Linked DNA regions of Arachis hypogaea: region 1 is linked to region 2. Evidence: chromatin contacts called from public Hi-C data. All regions are on one chromosome and are shown on one strand. The core of a region is the stretch at or near the end of the contact, and the rest is flanking DNA. Distances in the headings are between cores, read along the strand shown. Region 1 holds the start of LOC112769026 (elongation factor 2). Region 2 holds the start of LOC112770700 (ATG8-interacting protein 1).

Region 1 (3,817 bases), core at 860-3,359, 780 kb before region 2:
GAGAGATTGGGGGTCAGAGGGTGAACGGTTTCAGAAATTGGAGGTGAATGGGTGAGATTGGGGTCTGGAGATTTGGGTTTCACTTTGTTCCAGGCTTTCACATTTCAGCGCCGTGAAGGAAGGAACAAGGAAGGCTGGAAGGGAAGGGACGAAGGGTGAAGACGTGAAGTGCAAAATGTGAAAATGAGATTAGGGTTAGGTTAGGTGGCTGCAACACAAAGTAACTAACGTATATATATTTTTTATTTTTTATTTTTTAATTATTTTGTGCGGATCTGCAGATCCGCGGATCGGATACGCGGATACAGTACAGAAATCCGCGATCCGATTCTTAATAGGTGCGGATCGGATCATATCCGCAATTATCGGATCGTATGCGGATAAATACCGCGGATCTGCGGATATGATCTGATTCATGGACAGCCCTACTTTTTATGTAAGAAAAACAATAATTAAAAAAGAAAAGAGGGGCATCTTAATGAACCAGTTGTTCAACGCCAAAGTACCTAGTGACTGTGAGGGTGCCAAAGGCGAGACATGGCTAGGTGCAATGCGTGTGCAATCCACCCCCCTCATCATAATTGGGCCCGGCCTTGTGCTTTTGAAGCACAATGGACACCTGGCTGCTTTATAGGAAATGAAGCAGCAGAAAAAATCCCGCATATCCCCACAGAGTTCACCAAATCACCCCATCGCATCCCTCAAGACCATGTTGTCGTCGTTTTCAGACTCTCCTAAACTCCTCGTAAGGTCCAACCTGCACAAATAGAATTAGGATGGTACATTGTTTGTTAATCTAAAAAATTAAATTTATTTTTTATTAATCAAAAATATAATTTAATTAACTAATTAAATTAATTTTATATGATAAAATTGATTATTAATAGATTAAAAAATTTAAAAAATAGTTTTTAATTAATTATAAAAATAAAAATTAATTTTAAAAAATAATCGTTTTTTTAAAAAAATGGTTTTTTTATAAAAAAAATTAGATTTTTTTAAAAATTAAAATAAAAAACCAGTTTTTAATTGGTTAAAAACTGATTTTAACCGATTAAAAATCAATTTTTATAAAAAAATCAATTAACTAATTTGATCACAAAAATTACATAAAATTTAGTTTTAGTTTTGGTTAATCAGTTAAAAACTAGTTTTTAAAATTTAGTTTTGATTAACTACTTTTTAATAATATGGATATAATTTTTAAAATTATTTTATTAAATTGATTAAGATTTTTTAATTGGTTAATCACAATTTGATTATTTTATGTACAACTCTACAAATAGTTCAACTCGCAAAAGAATTTCCTAAAAAAAATTAGTAATGGTGATGGTAAAGAGAAAGAAGTGGTGTAGTGGTAGGAATGGTAACGACAAATGACAGTGGCCGTGTGAGTAGTGTTAAATGGGATGAGAGTTGGAGGAAAGAAGATTTGGTGGGGTGATGATAAAAGGTTGAGGTTTGGGATGGCGATAATGGTGTTGGTGAGTGGAGGATTAAAAATGGGACAGAGCAAGTTAGGTTAGATTAGATTAAGAGGGGTAATTACCGTATTTTAAATAATTTTTAAGATTTGGATAATTTTGTCGGCGAAAATCTATCATTTATGGGTATAAAGTCAGTTTTGTATTTTTATGTATAAATTTATTAGTGTTCTAAGTGCATGTTTAGGCGCCATTATTTTGTTAAAAAAAGATCTTTTTTCAATGAAAAAAGATATTTTTATTTTTATTTTTTAACGTGTTTGGCAAATTTCTAGTAGTAAAAGTAAAAACACTAGTAAAATAAAAAAAAAGATGTTTTTCATGTAATAAATAAACAAAAAAGTACTTTTATATTGTTATGCCCAAACATAATTGATTGATAAAAAGACCTTTTTACATGAGATATCCAAACATAAAATTACTTTTACTTCTCCATAAGATCTTTTAAAAAAAGATAACTAAAAAAAAAGATCTTTTTTAAAAAGCTCACCCAAACAAGCTCTAAATATTTGTAGATAAAAGTGGTTGTTTATTTTTTTTTAATAGTTATAGTCCTAATAAAAATTAAGAACCGACGGATCAAAAGAAAAGCCCAATAAAATAAAAAGCCCAAGGCCCAAAAGTAGTGGATTATGTTTTCTTGGTAGACATTATAGCCTCCTCACACACCTCACTTCATACTATTCTCTCGTTCTCAACGCAATTTAGAGAGAGGCCAAGCCGTAACCCTTGGCCGCCGCTCTATATTGTCTTCTTCTTCTTCTCTTCTCAATTTTTGCTTTCACTCTTTCAGGTTCGTTCCCTACAAAATTTCTCCATTTTTTTTCTCTTACTTTTCGATGCTTTCTCCATCTTTTCATACTGATTCATTTTGTTTTTTTTTTTCCTGCCTCTTCCGAATGTGTTTATTTGTGTCGATTCGATTCTTATGTTTTAAATTGAATTGTCTTTGTAGATTCAGTTCTTACATGCGTCCTTTTCCGATGTGACTTTCTTAAAAGCTCTCTGTAGTTTACAAGATCTGTTTTTTTCTGTTATTGTAATTTCACTGTTTTGATTGTTAATACTTTTTTTTTTCTTTTTCATTGTGAGTGATAGATTGTGGTTGGATATACGTATATGATATGTAGCCTTTGACAAAGTATTTTCACTTGCGTCTTTGGAAGTGATGATTTTCTTTTTCATATAAAATATCTTTGAAACTAGGTATAGTTCCTTCATCTGTGTTTTAAGTTTTGTTAGACCGCAGCAGAGTCATATTTAAGTGTACCATAAATTGTTTATTTTCGTTTAATTTATTTTGCCTGTGATGTCTTACTGTTTAGCTAATGATTTTTTGACTTTGGTGTTTCAGCTCTGAAGGATTTCTTCTGTGGGAAATAAAGATTAGTCAAGATGGTAAGTTGAATACTAACATGGGTTTTAACATTCGATTTATTCATCTCTATAGGATGAATTTGCTTAATATCTTAACTGTGTTTTTGCTTATGTATTTGCAGGTGAAGTTCACAGCTGAAGAGCTCCGTCGTATTATGGACTACAAACACAACATTCGTAATATGTCTGTGATTGCTCATGTCGATCACGGTATGGATTCTTTCGATAGCTTGTTTTGTTATGTTTACTTCCTCTGTGGTGCACTTTCAGCATCTACATGATGTTCCCCCTCTATGCGTATTTAATATGTATTGGTATTTTGTGTTTGATCAAGTTTAAAATGTTATTTTCATGATATATGAAATTTGTCCAAGTTCTTTTTATTTTTCAAAGTTATTTTTTACGTGATTTAAACCACATCAGTTTCTTTCTTTAGGTTTTTTTAAACCAAAAATATGTTTTCTTAAACAAAAATCAGGCATATATTTTTCAACCAAAACATACTGTTGCAAACACAAACAATGCCTTTATGTAGCGACTTTTAACTTTTTTACTTGGATATTTGATAGAGAAAACATGTTTTTTTCTAATACTCCTTGTGTGTGTTTTTTGGTGTGTATACAACATCAACAAATGCTTTTGTCACATCTGTTGCTACTGTTTTTCCTTTTTATAAGAGTTGTAATGTATTGTTTTGTTATATTATATAGTTTCTATGGTTGGTTTATATGAACTACACTATATATAGTTTTCCAAACAAATTGCAGGAAAATCAACCCTCACCGATTCTCTGGTGGCTGCTGCTGGAATTATTGCACAAGAAGTGGCAGGGGATGTCCGCATGACTGATACCCGGGCAGATGAAGCTGAGCGTGGTATTACAATCAAGTCTACTGGTATTTCTCTCTACTATGAAATGAGTGATGAGGCTCTCAAGAATTACAAGGGAGAGCGCC
Region 2 (4,099 bases), core at 221-2,720:
AGCCCTACCTAATCACTTATAGATATCCTGATAGCTCAAATTACCCAAATAGTTTCTTGCAGAATATATCGATTAACATTACACTTATTGATAAGTATTTTATCCCAACAGTTCTTGACTCAAAATAATCCTCTTTCCTCAGGATTACTCCCTACAAAATCCATTTGTTAAATCTCTCCCTTAGATGAGATCATACACTGAAATTATAGCATATATATCCAAAATAACATATATGGTAACATAGCTCTTTCCAAACCCATAGTAACATGCTACGAGGAACTTCTAAAGCCCTAAATCAAGTTCGATCAAGATTTGATAGTGACTTTTAAGGCATAAACCAACACTACAAAAGGTTTCAAAACATAAAACAATGAATTAGCTTATCTCGTGCCAAGTTAGAAAACACCATTTAGATAAAGCTTAATTTCTACTCCATAAATCCCTGAACATGTAACAAAAACTCATTAACATTCTTTAAATACCTACGTATATACATGTTCTTAAAAATAAAACGGCAAAAGGTACGTACAAAGATACTCTATTCTCAACACAATCATGAACATATTATTCACTCACAGTGCTTGATTTGCAGAAGAGGCTCTTCGGAACTACCGAGCTATTGTGTTGACTTGCACCAGGATCTAATATCATAAAATCAATCATAAGCATATGTTCAGCATTTCCTTTCTTATTTCAAAGCATGCATAAATAACACTTTTTCTGAAAACCCACAGTTGGTCATTTTCATACTCCAAAATAAATAAACAATCAAATACATACAAACTCTTGTTATTGAATCAATTTCAACTAAAAGTCATCCTCTGTAATAAACCCTAAAGATTCTTACCAAATTGAAGTATACCTTGAAATAATATTTCTAGTCCTAGTTACCTTATGAGACCTGAAGTCAGAATCTTTTGTCATTTTCTTTATTCTTCTCTGAATAACAAATTTTTTTATTATTATTATCCCCAGATTCACATGAGCTTAACTTGAACTAATAACCACCCAAAAACGCACAACTCGCTAGCACCACTACGTACAAACACGCAGATTTTTCCGCTTCCTCTGTTGAAATGATTCCTTATGGTTGATTCGGGAAAAGAACAGAATCCATCACAATCAATCAAAATTTACAAGCTCTAAATCAATCAATCAATCATTAATTAAACCTGAATAAAGGAATCGAATCAGGTATTTATGGGAGCGTACCAAAGAGTCATGGGTCGACTGACCAACCACTTCCAGCAGGGTAAAGGGAACTGAGGCGCGACGGCGGCGGCAGTCGTGGATTGTGGTGGGGACCGGAGAAGAGAAGAGAAGAGATCGGGATACGAGAAATGAGAATAATGATTGATGAATGAGCAACGAGAGAAGAGAGAGAGAGAGAGGGGGTGGGGGGAGAAGATTCTGGTTTTCTGGGTCAGGAGTGGGGCTTCGATTTCTGCGTGGTCCCCACTACTTACGTACATCTATATCCATTGCGTTTTTTTTTTTTTAATTACCACTAAACCAATATGTTGTTTTTTTGGTGACTAAACCAATAGGTCCTCTAGTCACCAAAAAAAACCAATAGGTCCTCTACATTTTAGATTTAACTCTAGAGAGTAAAGTTACTATTTATTTTTTAAGTGGGACTAAGAGAATATATGAAAGAAGTGAGAAATCTCACTTTAATCTTTAAAATAAAAATCTAAAATTTAGAAAATCTAAATTCAAATCAATATGTTATTTCAAAAAATGGGATGACCTTTTTTTGGATTTTTTATTTTAATAAATAAATAAATTATAATAATTATTAAAATAAATAATTTAAAAAACATTTATCAAAATAAATATTTCTCTCTTATTTTATTTATTAAACGAGATAATTTTGAATTGCAAACGAGATAAGACAGATGAACGCAAAACGTATATATCTCGTTTATACTATAAACGAGATGTGTTATCTTAATCCAAATTTTTAGCATGTAATTAGTAGTTAAAAATGTTGGTAGAAGAGATTAAAATGAATATGTTTGATCAAGTAGTACTTAAAAAGAGTATATAAAAAATTTTAGATTAAATTATAGATTCAATTGGATTGATTTAAATTTGAAAAATAAAAAATTCGTACGTATTCAAATTTCATGATGAGAATAAATACGGTAATTGTGTCTACTCCTACAAATAGAAAGATGTGAAGTTGATGCACGATAAATAAAATAGAAAAAAATGAGAAGAGAATTGAAATGATTATCTCCCACTCTTTCTTTGTTTTATTAATCCCCATCAACCTCTCCTAATAATTGATAACCGGTTATTTATTTATCCCCGTCAATCTCTCCTAACAATTGACAACCATTATCTCCTACTCTTCCTCTATTTTATTTATCTCCATCAACCTCTGGCAAAGGTTATCTCCCACTCTCCCATTCTTTTTCTATTTTATTTATCGTGCATCAATTTTAGGCTTCTCATCTTTCAATTTTTAGGAGTGGGCACAATTACCGTATTTATTCTCATCATGGAACTTGAACACGTACAAATTTTTTATTTTTCAAATTTAAATTAATCCAATTGGATCATAATTTAATCTAAAATTTTTTATGTACTCTTTTTTAATACTAATTGATCAAACATATCCATTTTAATCTCTTCTACAAACCTTTTTAAGTACTAATGGCATGCTAAAAGTTTGGATTATTGATATTATTAAGAGAGAAGTATTTATTTTAGTAAATATTTTTTAAATTATTTATTTCACTAATTATTATAATTAATTTATTTATTAAAATAAAAAATCTTTTTTTTCCTCATAGAAAAATATATCTTTTGGAGAAAAAAAAAAGACACCTTGTGAAGTATGGACACTTTGTTGAGTTATTGTATCTGTGTATTGGACACGTGTCTGCCGTGTCCGTGTTCTAATAAAAAATAAAAACTTCTTTGAAACACACTTAGACATACTTAAATACCATCACGTGTCAGCGTGTCCAGTCTTATTCTTAACATGTATTATTGAAATGAATTTAAAAATAATATATATTATTTATTAAAATAAAAAATATTTTAAATACTTGATATAATTAAAGAAAGACATTAAAAACAGTAAAAAAATTATTTTATATTTTAATATTAATAAAAACTTAAAATATCATTATAATTTATCTAAAAAATATTTTATATGTTATATATATGTCGTGTCCCTGTATCTTATAAGATTTTAAAATTCGTATGTCTGCATGTCCCGTATCGTGTACTATCCCATGTCCGTGTTAGTGTCCATACATCATAGAATTTTATTAATGTAATAAAATGATTAGTCTAATTGGACATACAATATAAAAGACAAAAGTAAGATGGGTATTCCAAAACAATGAAAGAACAATGTCTGGTTAAATCTTTTCTCCTCCTTATTTCAGGTTGTTCTTGAAGCCATAACCACCATCTCCATGGTTCCATATACTGGTTTGGACATGTGAGTTCGTCCAATCTCCAAACTATTTCTGAATTTGAACAGAATGTCATATAATGTACTGTAGTTTTAATAGCACCAACACAACGAGAGTAATTGGGGCTCACAGTATTGATTCTGGTATGTAACTTAGCTATAACTGTCAATCCTTTATGCATCACTTTCTAAAGAAAGGATTTAATTTTTGGTTGACATTGTTGTCTCTGGATGGATCTCTAAACCTCCTTGAATCTACATTTCTTTGGAAGAAATTTGATTGGAATGTGGTAGAACTGGAATGCCAACAAGTAGCCTAAGGCAACAGAATAACTTTCATTCTTCTCTCTGGTCCAGGTAACAACATCTTCTTGTTGAGAAATGGCAGTCTCCAGAATAGTGTTTGCCACTGTTGATTGAAACGTATAATTGATTAGTTCTTGATTCCAAGTTATGTTTTGTTGCATGAGTTTAGATACCCAAATTGGATTGTTTTGTCCATTGTAGTTAAAATAAACTTCTATAGGTGGAAATTTTTTATCTAGTTATCTTCAGTAATCTTTACCGAATTGTCTCTTCTTATGTCCCATGTCATTTTTCAATACCTTTCTGCCTTCTAAAATACTTTGCCATCCCAAGAAGGGTTATTTTCTATTTCTGCGTGCA

Evidence for each region. Hi-C and Micro-C count contacts between places; a contact is called where the count stands out from the background.
Region 1: a Hi-C map of leaf shows a contact between it and region 2, with 4 times the contacts expected there. The contact joins the promoter of LOC112769026 here to the promoter of LOC112770700 in region 2. A contact is called at or near these places in 3 of 8 Hi-C or Micro-C datasets (all in leaf).

What each region holds. Positions count from the first base shown.
Region 1 is chr18:65,902,662-65,906,478 of arahy.Tifrunner.gnm2.J5K5, reverse strand. LOC112769026 (elongation factor 2) reads left to right here and starts at 2,109. Exons shown (of 4, transcript XM_025813418.3): 1 at 2,109-2,277; 2 at 2,839-2,882; 3 at 2,984-3,071; 4 at 3,629-3,817. The coding sequence starts at 2,880.
Region 2 is chr18:65,120,709-65,124,807 of arahy.Tifrunner.gnm2.J5K5, reverse strand. LOC112770700 (ATG8-interacting protein 1) reads right to left here and starts at 1,470. Exons shown (of 4, transcript XM_025815059.3): 1 at 1,213-1,470; 2 at 577-641.